2 separate regions of the Neogale vison genome follow, and region 1 is linked to region 2. A link is a contact called in public Hi-C data. All regions are on one chromosome and are shown on one strand. The core of a region is the stretch at or near the end of the contact, and the rest is flanking DNA. Distances in the headings are between cores, read along the strand shown. Region 1 overlaps WWOX (WW domain-containing oxidoreductase). Region 2 holds the start of MAF (transcription factor Maf).

Evidence for each region. Hi-C and Micro-C count contacts between places; a contact is called where the count stands out from the background.
Region 1: a contact with region 2 is called in a Hi-C map of fibroblasts, with 7 times the contacts expected there. The contact joins the enhancer-like site here to the promoter of MAF in region 2. A contact is called at or near these places in 2 of 3 Hi-C or Micro-C datasets (fibroblasts and muscle).

The regions. Positions count from the first base shown.
Region 1 is chr7:8,802,319-8,808,606 of ASM_NN_V1, reverse strand. All of the region lies in intron 8 of WWOX (WW domain-containing oxidoreductase), which reads left to right. Among named protein-coding and RNA genes, the nearest start is that of WWOX, 550 kb to the left of the region's middle. Within about 2 kb of position 3,731, the one cell type or tissue checked has open chromatin away from gene starts, as enhancers often do. A contact at or near this core is called in fibroblasts, where this site is marked.
Region 2 is chr7:8,083,464-8,090,676 of ASM_NN_V1, reverse strand. It overlaps MAF (transcription factor Maf), which reads right to left and starts at 1,703. Exons shown (of 3, transcript XM_044255681.1): 1 at 847-1,703; 2 at 421-845. The coding sequence starts at 1,542.

The sequences.
Region 1 (6,288 bases), core at 2,482-4,981, 720 kb before region 2:
TTTCAGGCACTAACCCAGGTCTTCACTGGATTCTTCCAACTAACCCTCCACAGAATCCCCATTCTATGGACAAGAAAATGGACATGGGAGGAAGTTAAGCCACAGGCCCACGGTCATCCGTTTGAAAGAAACAGAGCTAAAATTTGAGCCTGGGACTGTATGCTCCCACCCTTAGTTTCCTATGGCTCTTGTTACAAATTACTACCAACTTTGTGGCTTAAAGCAACACAAGTTGATTCTCTTATAGTTCTGGAGGTCACACATCTGAAATGTATCCAGCGGAGCTAAAATCAAGGTATCTGCAAGAGTGCTTCCTTCTAGAGGCTGTAGGGGAGAATCCATTCTTTCCATCTTCCAGATTCTAGAGGCTAGTGACTTTCCTTTGGCTCCTGGCCACATTCCTCTAGCCTCTGCTCCCATCTTCACGTCTCTCTGACGCTGACCCTGCTCACTCCCTCTCATAAAGACTCTTGTGATCACATTGAACCCACATGGATAATTTAGGATAATCTGTGCACCTCGAGATCTTTAACTTTACCCCATCTACGAAATCCCTTGTGCCCCGTAAAGTGCCACATTCTTCAGTTCTGGGGACTAGAACATGGACGGACACCTTTTAGGAGGCACTCTTTAGCCTAATATACCCCTCTCCCCAGTCTCACGGTTAGGAGGGAATGCCCACAGTGGTATGGGGGTCTTGTGTCTGCATTTCACCTCCAAGAAGTTGCCCTTGTGTCTGGTCAAGAGCCAAGATCCTGACCTCAGGGTCAGACAGCTCTCCTCAAGCTCCAGGTTCTGGAGTTAGCCCATGAGACTCTGGGAGGCCCAGTATCAGCTTGGGGAGCATGATACGCTAATGCTAGCATGGGCTTATTTCTTGTGCTGTTCTTACAACAATGATTACATTCCTGTTCTGTCCCAAAAGGTTTTCAGCTATTTCTGTTACACTGCCGCTGAAGGGGGTAAGGGACCCATCGTGTCCAGCTTCGGTGTGCAGTGGGCCATCAGCAGAACGGGCCGGAAAGAAAAGCCCTTGAAAAGTTCGGTCTGCTTGTCTTTCCTAATCTGTTTGCATTTTCTCAGCCTGTTTCCCCACAAATTTAAAAGACACAAGTTTTCAGAGCAAACTCTTTAGCATTTAAATTTTTCATCCCGTTTTGTTTACCTGTCCAAGGCCCTCTCTCGGCCCCGGGGCCAACAAACATGCCTCTTGTCACCAGGGAGAAATGTGTGTCTGCTGAGCCTGTGGTTGGTCTGTTGCTTTTCCTTCTCCCCTCGCTACCCCCGGACTTTCTCTGTGGTTTGTGGTGGGCGCACAGCTCTTGACCTCAGGCCTCCCACCGGTCTAGCCGAGGTTGGTTGGTTTGGGACAGCTGACGGCCTGACACACTTGGGTTCCTCCCGACATCTGGTCCCCCCCATCTGGTCTTTAACAAGAACCACTGGTGGCCTCTGTGGATTTGGGTTTGGTGGCGCTGTAGCCTCTTTGTGGCGCAAGATCACCTTTAAAGTCGCACATTCCTTGCTGAATTCCCATAGCCGCCTCCTTGGTGTGAGGAGAAAGACAACTGCCTCCGAGTTAGGGAAGGGAGCCTGCCATAAAGCCAAGGTCAGGGTAGGCCAACCTGAAAGGGGGTCATTGCTGCTTCATTTTTGTGTGTACGTGTGGGCGTGCCTGTGTACATGCGTGTGCCATGCAAGACACAAAAGACAATCCAGGAGAGATTCAAGAAACTCCAACAAAGAGAATGAGTCAATGAATAAATATCAAGAGAATTTCTCAGATTAAAGAGTTCTCAGATTTTACCCCCTTGGTCACTATAAGGTGGGCGCAGTTGTTCTCTGTGTACAGATCAGGAAACTGAGGCCAAGCCATGAATTGATTTGCCCAAGATCACGGAGTCAGGAGTTTTTCAGTTAGGGGCCCGAGGCAGCTCTGTCACTACCCTGCCATCTCCCCCATCGCCACTCCAAACGCCTGCCCAGCACCCCTGGGGATGCAGAGCCTCCTGCTGACCCCAGAGCTGCTGAGTCAGAATCTGCATTTTCACAAAATCTCCAGGTGACTCGCTTGCAAGTTAAAGCTTAAGAAAAGCTGTGTGCCTCCGCCCCCGCCTCCAGCTGAGCTGAGCAGACAGTGACTGGGTATCCCCGCGCACAGAGCCTCTCGTGAGGCCACAGAGGCAGTGAGACCCACCCCTGGCATGAGAAACTCAGAGCGTAAGGCCGCAGACCACCCACCCTGTGGGAGTGGCAGAGCAGTAATAACAGTAGTCACGGGCTGTTCACGGAGCACGGAGGAGGGGCAGTTTACCAGGAAAACTGTCTGTTGGAGCTTCCTCTTCACCTGAGTGGGAGGCAGCAGCCCACTGTGGTTGAGAACAGCTCTGGATTCGTACTGTCTGGTTTCAGGTCCTGGTTCCGCTACTTCCCAGCTGTGTGATGTGGGCCAAGTCGCTTAACCTCCCTGGGCCTCAGTTTCTGTATCAGTTTCTATATCTGCACAACAAGCAAGTACTATTATCATTCTGGGGGATTATATGAGTGCCCCCTTCTTGTGCAGATGAAACAAGATGATACTCGTGAGGGACCCAATGGACTGCACTTAGCTTAATGAATGTTAGGTGCTACTGAAGGCTGAATGTTCCACAAACCACCACCACCACCACCACAAAGGCGGGGAACGGTTTTCCAGGCAGCGGGGACCGGGGGGGCAACAGCTCTCCCCGTGTAGAAGCCCAACTGAGTGTGCCATCTGGGAAACACATGGAACATTCCCAGTCCACCAAAGACTCTGAGGACACAAAACTGAATTTCCAAAAAACAGTTCTCCACCTGAAGGACTCGTACTATAGGGCCAGAAAGCCACTGTCACCGGGCATCATTCCTACGGTTATGAGAAAGCCTCACATTTCCTTCCAAGTCCTGCTTTCCCAGCATCCCAGCCGTGCCGGCATGCTCCGTGTTCGTCCTCAGCCATCCCAGGCATTGCCCGTGGTTTCTCCTCTGGCCCTCGCGTGTTTATGTCCACGTGGACTCATTCCTATTCAGCCCAGCCGACACTTGCGGAGTACTTGCCACGCACCATGCGGTGGCCTAGGCCCAGCTTCGGGCCTCCGGGAGGTTGTAGGAAGCATCGTCTAGCTTGGGAAGACGGACATGAACTCTTTTCACGTACAATACAAGCAGAAGTCTCCATTCCAAATTTCTCAGCCCCAGTTCCTCTGATTTCCGAAGAATTTCTCATTGCTCAGTTGCTGCCTTTGAAGCAAAGCCTTATCCCGTCACGGCAGTACGTGCAGCCTCTAGCACGCCGCCCTGCACATAGTAGGTACTTCTAAGTGTTTGTTCAACAGAGTTGTTCTGTGGTACCCATGCGTTTTTGTCTTCTTTTGATTATTCTCTTAACTCATCTGATTTTGACTAATTTCCCCAATATTCAGGGATGGCATGTCCAAATCTTAATTGTTAGTGTAGTGGAGCTTTCTCTCCTCTTTCTAATTGTCCCGCCGAGTGCTCTGGAGGTGTCCATGGGATTGTGCACACCCCAGCACCCGAAGACTCTGATCTGTTTCCTTTCCCACCTTGGAGCCAGGGAAGCCCTTCTCTCCCTCTGCCTCCCACCCACTGTACGTTTGGGCCTCTGCCCAGATCATGCTTGGAGTGGCACCAGCTGCACAGGGTATGTGAAATATTTGCTCCAAATAGTCCAGAAGTGGCACTGTGAGTAGGATCAGCTGGTGCTCCAGGATAAAAATCATTTCACCATCTTTGCTGAGAAGTCACTGTGCTTCTCCCACACTCAGCAGTTTACGGGGGCCACAGTGTTTTTGGTCTTCCGGCCTCAGCCCGTTTCGAAACGAGGCTGGGTGTTGTTAGATAGCTTCGTGCTCCCGCCAGCAGGAGGGGGGCCGCCTCCAGCCCGGCCAGCATTGCCTTTCAGTCATATCAGAACTTGGCAAGTGCCACTTTCTCTGGGAGCTTGACCCGAGATGCCTGCTCCGCCAGCCCCACTTGGCCTCCTTGTCCTCTTGGTGGGTGGGAATTCGTTCTTGCTGGGAGATGCCCCTTCTGGGAGTGGGCTTGGAGGATCACAAGCCCGTTGCCTGCTTCTGCAGAAACTGCACCCTCGTCCCTCCTCCCTCTTGCCCTGACGTTCTTTCCTCTCATCCTTTACTCACCCGCGTGGGGTCCCAGGGTGCTGCCTGTTTGGGTCCCTGGCTCCTGCCTTTCACCTGCAGTAACCTTGGACAAGCTGCTTGAGTCTCTCTAAGCCTCAGTGCCCCCAGCTGCAAAATGGGGGCAAGACTAGTACCGACCTGGGGAGGCCGTGCGCGTTCACTGAGGTGACGCCCGCAGCATGGGGGGGCGCAGTGGCGGCCACTCTACCCGTGGGCGGTTCCTCGCTGTTGTTCATAGCAGAGATGTACTGGCCTTCCATGGGACACAGCGGCGTTCTGAAGGAATTCACTGTCGTCCGTGCAAGTGGTCACATACTAAGCTGTGCCTTGAGGGCATAGACATCTGCTCACTGAGACGTGAGAACACCGAAGGCTCTAAGTCAGAGTCAGATCAGGCAGAGTTTCTAGTGGATTCACCCTGGCGGTGGCCCCAAAAAGGAACTGACAGGGAGAGAAACCAGCAGCAAAGCATCATCCCCTCTGTAGGAGAAACCTGCATTTCTCACGAGCTTCTGGGGGAGGTGGTCCCCACTGTGAGTGACACCGCCCTAGCCCCTGCCCCGGCCACCACGACCACAGCCTGAACGCTCCTGCTGTGCCCCACCTGCCGGCCTGGGGACTCCCCTGGACCGGCGTGGAGAGCCCTCGCAGCCCGCCTTCCGCTTCATGTCCCTCTCCCACTGATCCTGCTGCTCTCGCTGGGTCTTTTTTGTTTCTATTCTACTTAGAGCTCCTTCTGGTCACCAGTTGGAGATTTTTTTTACTTGCTGTTGTTGTTCAGAAATTTCACATCTCCAGAACTTTTTGTTCCAAGCCTTTCCATGGTAGGTAACAACTGTGGCCAAGAAGTTCACACACACACACACACACACACACACACACACCCTGACAGTTGATGGGATGGGTGCTGTCCGGGTCAGCCTCCACATGCCAAGTGCAGGAGATTAGACAGACGACATGCCTCACCCCGGGCTATTTCCAGGCTATTCTAAAAACACTATTTCCCAGGCTATTCTAAAAAGGATTTCATCAGATACACTTGACTCACTCAGGACTGGCAGAGAGCCCTGCTCTTCTTCCTCCCTCCCAGCCATATGCCAACCTTACGAAAACATGCAGGGGCCTCGTGAGTGAGCTCTTACCAGAACTTTAAGATGAGGAATCTAATTAATCAAATTCGTTAGAGTTCTTTGTAAAATGAGAGTAAACAGGCCCAGGGTAAGGGCCTCCAGCTCTTTCATGAGACGGTACATAGAAGTTAGCGTGCCTGCATGTGGCATCCGTTGTTGTGGTAAAAGATACATAATACAAAAATTTCATTTTACGCATTGTTAAGTGTACAAATCAGTGGCATTAATTTTAGTCACAGTGTTGTATAACCACTGTCTATTCTTAATGTTTTGTTTCTTGTTTTTTTGTGTTTTTTTTGTTGTTGTTGTTTTAACCATCCCAATCGTCCCATGTTTTGTTTTAATCGTCCCAAACGTAAACTCTGTGCCCATTAGACAAGAGCTCCTCCTTCTCCACTCCCAGAGGTCCCACTGACCTCTTCCTTTTGCTTCAGTGCATTTGTCTATTCTGGGTATCTCCTGTAAGTAGAATCTACAATATTGTCCAACTGTGTCTATTTTATTTCATTTCACAGAATTATTTTTAACAGATTTTGTTTATTTATTAGAGAGAGAGAGAACTTATGCAAGAGTAGGGGGAGGCGTGGGAGCAGAGTGTGAGGGAGAAGCCGACTTCCCACTGAGCAGGGAGCCGGACTTCGGGCTCAATCCCAGGACCCTGAGATCATGACCTGGGCCAAAGGCAGATTTTTAACCAACTGAGCCACCCAGGCACCCCCATTACGTATAATGTTTTTAGGGTCTATCCATGTTGTAGCATATATCAAAATTTCATTCTTTTTATGGCTGGATAGTGTACCGTTGTATGCCTTTATGCCACATTTTGTTAATCTGTTCATCTCCTGGTGAGTACTTGGATTGCTTCCATCTTTTGCCTATTGTGAATAATGTCGCTGTAAACACCAGCGTGCAAATGTCTGTCCCTGCTTTCAGTTCTTCTGGATGTATACCTAGGAATGAAATTTCCGGGTCACGTG
Region 2 (7,213 bases), core at 454-2,953:
AGGTGAGCATGAAGAACTCTGCTGAGATCTTTGAACATTGTGTGTGTGTGTGTGTGTGTGTAGGGGAGGTGTAAATAAAAACAAGCTAGCAAGTTATGGAGAATTTCAGAATTGGCAATCCATGAGCCAGACATTCACTCCCTCCCCATTTAAAAACAGCCACCACCACCGCCAACTTGGAGCAGGGTGTGCGTGTGTGTGTGTGTGTGTGTGCGTGTGCGTGTGTGTTGTGTGTCTGTGCGCGCGCGCGCGCGTGTGTGTGTGTGTGTGTGTGTGTGCAGGGGCATCGGGCAATCTCAGCAGGGGAGGGGGCGAGGTGGCGGCGAGCACGGCTCTGGAACTAGCAAGCCCACACCCGAGTCGGACCCCCACGGAGCACTTATCAAGGTGGCTAGCTGTGGGATCGCGTGTCAGACTCACATGAAAAACTCGGGAGAGGACGGGTTGTCGCTGCTGGAGCCGTTTTCTCGGAAGCCGCTGCTCACCAACTTCTCGTATTTCTCCTTGTACGCGTCCCTCTCGCGCACCAGCCTGGAGATCTCCTGCTTGAGGTGGTCGACCTGCTGCAGCAGCTGGTTCTTCTCGGACTCCAGGACGTGTCTCTGCTGCACCCTCTTGAAGCGGCAGGACTGGGCATAGCCACGGTTTTTCAGGGTCCGCCTCTTCTGCTTCAGCCGGATCACCTCCTCCTTGCTGACCCCGCGCAGCTGCCGGTTCAGCTCGCGCACCGACATGGTCACCAGCTGCTCGTCGGAGAAGCGGTCGTCGAAGTGCAGGCCGCCCGCGGCGTGGTGCGGGTGCAGGGCGCCCCCCGCCCCCGCCGCGCCCCCGCCGCCTCCGCCGCCCGCCGCCGCCGCCGCCGCCCCCGGCGCTGGCCGGGCCACCGCCGCCCGTGCCGCCCGCGCCACCGGCCGAGGCTGACGCGCTGCCCGCGGCGCCGGGCGCGCCGGCCGTCGGGTGGTGGTGGTGGCCGGCGGCGTGGTGGTGGTGGTGGTGGTGGTAGTGCGGGCCCGCGCCGCTCTGCGCGGCGGCCGCGGCGATCACGGCGGACACCACGGCGGCGGCGGGGCCCATCTCCTCGCCGCTGCCGCCCAGGGAGGCGCCGGCGCCGGCCCCGGCCGCCGAGGCCAGCTGCTGCGCCCCGCGCGCGTAGCCATCGAAGCCGCCCTGGAGCTGGTGGCTGTTGCTGATGAGCGCCTCGACCGCGTCCTCGGGGCTGAAGCCCAGCGCCTCCGGGTTCAGCTGCTGCGGGTAGCCGGTCATCCAGTAGTAGTCTTCCAGGTGCGCCTTCTGCTCGCTGCCCGAGCCCGGGCTGGGCGCCGAGAAGCTGGGGGAAGGGGGCACCGAGCTGCACGGCGTGCTCATGGGGGTGGAGGACAGCGAGCCCCCGGCGATGAGACGGCCGCACTGGCTGATGATGCGGTCGGTCTCCACCGGTTCCTTTTTCACTTCAAACTTCATCAGATCGAAGTCATTAACATATTCCATGGCCAGGGGACTGGTGGGCAGGTCGGAGTTGCTCATTGCCAGTTCTGATGCCATTCTCCTGCCGCCGCCGCCGCCGCCGCCGCCGCCGCCGCTCCGCCAGATGGGCTGCAGGAGAGGGGCCAGCGGGCTGTGCTGGGTGGCCAGCGGGTGAGCCAGCTTGCCGGGCTGGGGCGCTTCTAGCTCGCGCGGCGGTGGCTGGCCCGAAACCTCCGAGCGCGCACACACCCCCCGCCCTGCCCGCGCCCCCCGCGCCCGCCCTCCCTCCCCCCTGCTCACGCCAATGTGCTCGCTCGCTCGCCCCGGCCCCTCCTCGCCTGCTCGCCTCCGTGCGTGCCGAGCCGGCGGCTTCAGGCTCGGGAAGGTCCTCCGCGGGCTGCGGTGGCGGCGGCGGCGGCGAAGCCGGAGGAGCCCGGCCGGGTGCGCGGCGTCCCCCGCTCGCCGCTCCGCTGCGCGCTTTGCATAAGGAGGGCTCGCCTCGCCGGCCCGGGCTGCAGGCGGGGCGCGCGCGGCGGCCGCTCGGGGCTGGAGGCGCGGCGGGCGGCTGTCCGGCGGCGCGGGCCTTGGCACGGGGGAGTTAACACTTCATGCTTCTCGCCTTCTCTTCTGCCTGCTCTTATTATTATTATTATTATTTTTCTCTTTCCTCTCTCTCTCCCTCGCGCGCGCTCTCCGTGCAAAGTGCAAGACAGAGGTGCAGCCCGGCTGGAGGAAAGGGAGGGGGGAGTTTAGTTCTTTCTTGCCTTTTTTTTTTTTAAAGCGAAATAGCGAAGTCCTGGGGAAAGGCGAGGCAGAGAGCAAAAGGGGGGGAGGCCGAGCCGAAGAGCAGCCCGAGCTACAGCTCGAAGATGAAAAAAGATTTTAAAGCCTCTGATCCAGCAAGAAGAGTTTAAAGCAATTGCTGAGTTTTATAGCACTTGTGACGTCAGGCCCAAATGGGAAATTGACTGGTACTCCGAGCCAATGGGAGGCGACGTGAGCGGCCGCGATTAGCATAATAGATAGAAACAAGGAAACTTTTCGGAGCTGTCAATCAGGGTCCAATCAGCTGACTGTCAGCTGGGACGAGAGGGCTTAACCCTTCCCGCGCCGCAGCCTCCCGGGAAGAGAGCAAAGCCCGGCGCAAAGTTTGGTGCGAGAGGGGAAGGAGTAGTCCAGAAGGACTGCGGGAACCCGGGAGGACGGGGAGGGCGATTGCTTTACTTAGGAGCACGAGAGAGGTCTGCCTTCCGGAGCGCCGGCTTGCCTTCCACTCGCTCTGCGGGGATTGGCGTGACTCCCCTTCCCGGGCAGCCCCCATCCCCGGGACTGTGAATTCGCTCCGGAGCTGCTTCTCCTCGCTCCAGCTTTGGCACCAAGGCGTCTGCCCGGGGCGGGGGGGCGGGGGGGGCGCTGCCTTCCCGGTGCGTAGCTGCGGGGAGCTCAAACTTGGCCCTTTGAGCCAAAGAGCGCAAACTCTTTGTCCCTTTCCCTGGAGCCCGCGCTCAGGGGCGCAGGGGCGCGGGGAGTGGGGGGGGGCTCAGGGTTCCGACTGCGCCCAGGACGCCGCCTCGCCGGGGGCAGCCCGAGTGGCTCCGGGTCCGCGCGGGGAGAAAGCCCGTTTTACTACCCTCCTTGAAGGAGGGGAAATAAGTTGTTCAGGGACCATTACGCGCGGGGACTGGCTGCCGGCTGGCGTCGCGTGCCCTTGGGAGGGCGGCGTGGGGAGAGCGAACGCCTACGCGAGTTAACTCCAGGGAAGCTCCGAGTCGGGTCAGCCCAGCTCAGCCCTCTGGCTTCCGACACTGGCCCGAGTTTGGCCTTTGAGATTCGTATTCATATTCCTCTCTCTCTCTCCTCTCTCTCTCTCACGCACACCCACCCCCTTATGAAATCTGACCCCTGTTTATCAGGGACGGTCCCGCGCGCGCTTTGCACTTTCACATTTCAATTAAGTATTTCAGACTTGGCCGTGGAGAGGAGCAAGGGGTGTATGTGTTGGGGGGAAACAACACCCCAGCCTTCGCCAGCTCCCCTCGAAGGGTTAAGTTTTAAACCGCGGTTTCTCGGACCAGCCCGGAAACCCACAGTGGGGGTTGGGTGGGGGGCGCTGTTTCTCCCCCTCCCCGTTGCAAATGCGAATAACTATTCAGTTTTCTAGACGGATTCTTTTAAAGCTTATGCAAAAAAGAAAAAGGAAAGAAAGAAAGAGAAAAGAAAGAACCAACAACTGTTTCTAAGATTTTAAAGCGATAGGCAAGTCGGAGAAACCGAGATTTATTTGGGGGAAAGCAAGCGTGAGCCAAGCCGACCCAGCGTTTTGGAAGACCAGACCGCCTACTTGGATATTGAGACTGTTGATTCCTCCAATTAATGAAATGCATTTGGTGTTAATCATATTTATTTTACTTTATGGGAGGGGGAGATGCTAGGAGGGCGCACTTAAAAAAAAAAAAATCTGAAAAGCCTGCAAAAGAATCCGAGTGAGAACTATTGTTGGATTTTTACCTCAACAGCGCCACCTTTCGGCAAAGGTCAGTTGAAATTGGTCCGTGTCCAGTTTTGTTGATGAAGTGAAAAGAAGCTGGTTTTCCAAGGTGGGAGGGGGTACCGAGGCACAGAGAGTTAGTTTGACTGCAGTGGGAGAACACAACCTTGTAGGAAAGGTGCTAAGGACAGTGCTGGCAGGTGCAGGAATCCTTTTTCCCTTCTGTCCCCCTTGTTCGTTAACAAAAAAGGCGAGACACAGAAGCCTTCGCAGTCTGGTTCTGATGAGAGACTTTTGCAATTGAATCCCCTGTAACAGGGCCCTAAACCCCTTAAAAGTGCCAGGATGGATTTTCAACGGGCTTTATGGCAATATCAATAGAATTAAAGTTACTTGTAATTCGGTGATAAATGAGATGTCTCTAGTAAGTATGATTAAGTGCAGTGCTATAAAGTTGTTTATCTGAAAAGTAATTCTCAGAAAACCTGACTTCTGACACTTAGTCATATATTAAGCCAGCTGCTTGAACATTGCACTTCAGAACTGCTCTCGCCCACCCCACAGCATACTTTACTATTTATAATGAGACCTTAGGTGTCACTCCTTGGCTTCTTACACCAGATTAGACTTGTGTTAATTTCTCTGCTGCTGGCAGCCTTCAAACCCAGAGTCCCTAATGAAAGGCTCCCCCCAAAGTTTGTAGGCACATCATAACCCTAAAAAGGCCAGTGCCATTGGTATTTTCCAGAAAAGTACTTTTCCCTTTTCATTATTGCTGCAGAGAAGCTGTTTATAAGGATAGTTTTGGTTTTATGGGAGCACTTTGTAGGGCTGGAATGAAATATGTCTATTACTAGTTGGGAAGAAAGAGTGAAGATTGTGTCAATATTTATGCAATCTAACAGAACTCCTTTGCTTTCCTCCTCTCAAACAGTATTTTACCTAGTAATGAAGTTAAGAGATTATAGTTTATGTATTCAGAGGAAAATCTACTGCTTAAGTCACATAAACATATTATGTCACTTAGCATTGTCCACAGTGATAGTTTTCTGGGGCTTTTTAATCATTAGCCACAAAAATCTGAAGTTTATAATTTTCATGTAAAATATGAATATATGTATATTTAGGAAGAATCAATTCATTTTTGTTTATAATAAAATTTTTTTTATCCTTTGCATCACATTTTTTGTTAAAAGCTGTAAGATAGGCTCCCTGCCTCTCTTGAAAGTATTTTTGGCCAGGAACACTGAAACTGCTACATTTATAGATAAATAACATTTATAAACAAAGTTTGCTAATGACGAAGACCATGGGATACAGATTCATGGCCGTCCACCTAATTGTTGCAATTATATATCATTTCTAGAAATTAAATGCCCATGTTTGGGCAGCTAAATGTATTATTATCTGCACATTTTTTATGGTTTATTTTTGTGCACTGCTGTCAAGCCATGGTATTTTTCTTTCTCTTATTGCAGTCTTTTACAGTCTCCCATTTTCTCTTGGAAAAAAAAAAAAAGAGGATTAGAATTATTTTTTAGACGTGTAGCAGTAGTGCTCTTATAACTTAATTCTCGTGTTTGTCCTTTTTGCTTTATTATTTAGTGATTCACAGGGGTGTCTAAACATTTACAGTTCTCTGTTAGCGGCATTTCTTTTGTAACAATTGCGCTCTCTCATTTTAATTAGTACTATTCAGATTTTTGATTCTCTACAATTACAGCAAGGCCACATTTCTTTAGACTTCTTTGAGAACATTGTTTCACTTCTTCCAAGCCAGTCTAATCCAAATACAATGCGAACTGTGTTTTCTTACTGCTTAATATCCCCTTGCTATATATACTCTAGTAATCTCTGTAGAACAATATAGAGTAATTTAGAAACCATGCGTTTGTCATTATTGACCAATTCAAACCAGTAGTATTAAAGTTTCTGAAAGCAGTGAATATTTATAGAAGAATGTGGAGGGGGAGGGTATGGGTCGAATCCCGCAGAAGATTGCGAAACCATAACATCAAAAACACAATTATAGTTTCGCGTCAGTACCTCCAGAAGAACTTCACGCAAAAAGAAAGAAAGAAAGAAAAAGAAAGAAAGAAAGAAAAAAACTTATTCCTGTCCAAATGATAATGATGAGAAGCTAAAAATACCATATTTTTCTTGATTGTGAGTTACAGCAACTTAGGTATATCACACTGGAATCAGACATATATGATCTAAAAAGAACAAGATGCATCAAATATGGTATCTGAACTCTCTGTTTATCCAGGAGCTGATTTTATGGTGCAGCTAACCAGTGTCCACTAAATTTCACTACAAAGGCAACTAAATTGATTTGAGGAAAGAGTTGCTCATAGTAACTGAATGATAAGACATAGAGTGTTCTTAGGTCTAGTGTTAGATAAATCCTTTTAACAGTCTTTAGTTAGCAGGGTAAGTAAATCACAAATCACTGTTAGCAGATTCATGGAAGAAAATTAATAGAATCAGACGAGATAATCTGATAAGGGTAAAATTGCTGAGGAAACAGTCTTGCCTCATATTGGAGAATGTGAAACAACAGTCTGATTACTAGGAGTCGTTATGAATAGGTGAATTATGTGCTAAATAATCATCAGAGTAATTCAGCATTTATTAATTCTTTTCTCTTTAAGCAATTCACAGTTGTAAGTTAAAGACGCTCTCTCTTTGAAGACACATCTTTTATAATTTTTATTAGAGGTAATTTATTATTTGCATTACCTGTATTTACTTCATAATTGAACATTTTGCATTCAAATTTATGTAATGCATTATGCTTGAGAATATATTTCTGCCTGATTAGCATAAATAGTCACTTACCTCATGAATTACTAACAAAGTTTATCTTAAAATATAGGTTTTTTTATTAAGTGGAACACAAACATATGTACAATAAATTCTGATTTTCTGGTGCAGTTACAGAACAACTCATTTGGTTTTCAGGGAAGCTGGGCTGTGAGGAAGGGGAGTGATCATGAGGAGGAAGCAACATATAAAGTGAGATCTGTAGGTCTCTTTCCAGGGCTGTTCTTGTCGGGGCGGGAGGGGGGGTGCCTGCGGCAGGGCACGGCGTGGGGCAGGTGCAGGAGAGGGTGCTAGGCTCCTCTCTCATTGCACTGCTTCCTGCATGATCTGGACACCGGCTGGGGATCCTAAAAGAACCTGCAACTCACCACCCACACCTTGTGAAGAACCATGGATGCCAGTGAAGGCCCGTTGACAGCCGGAGGTTTTGTTGAT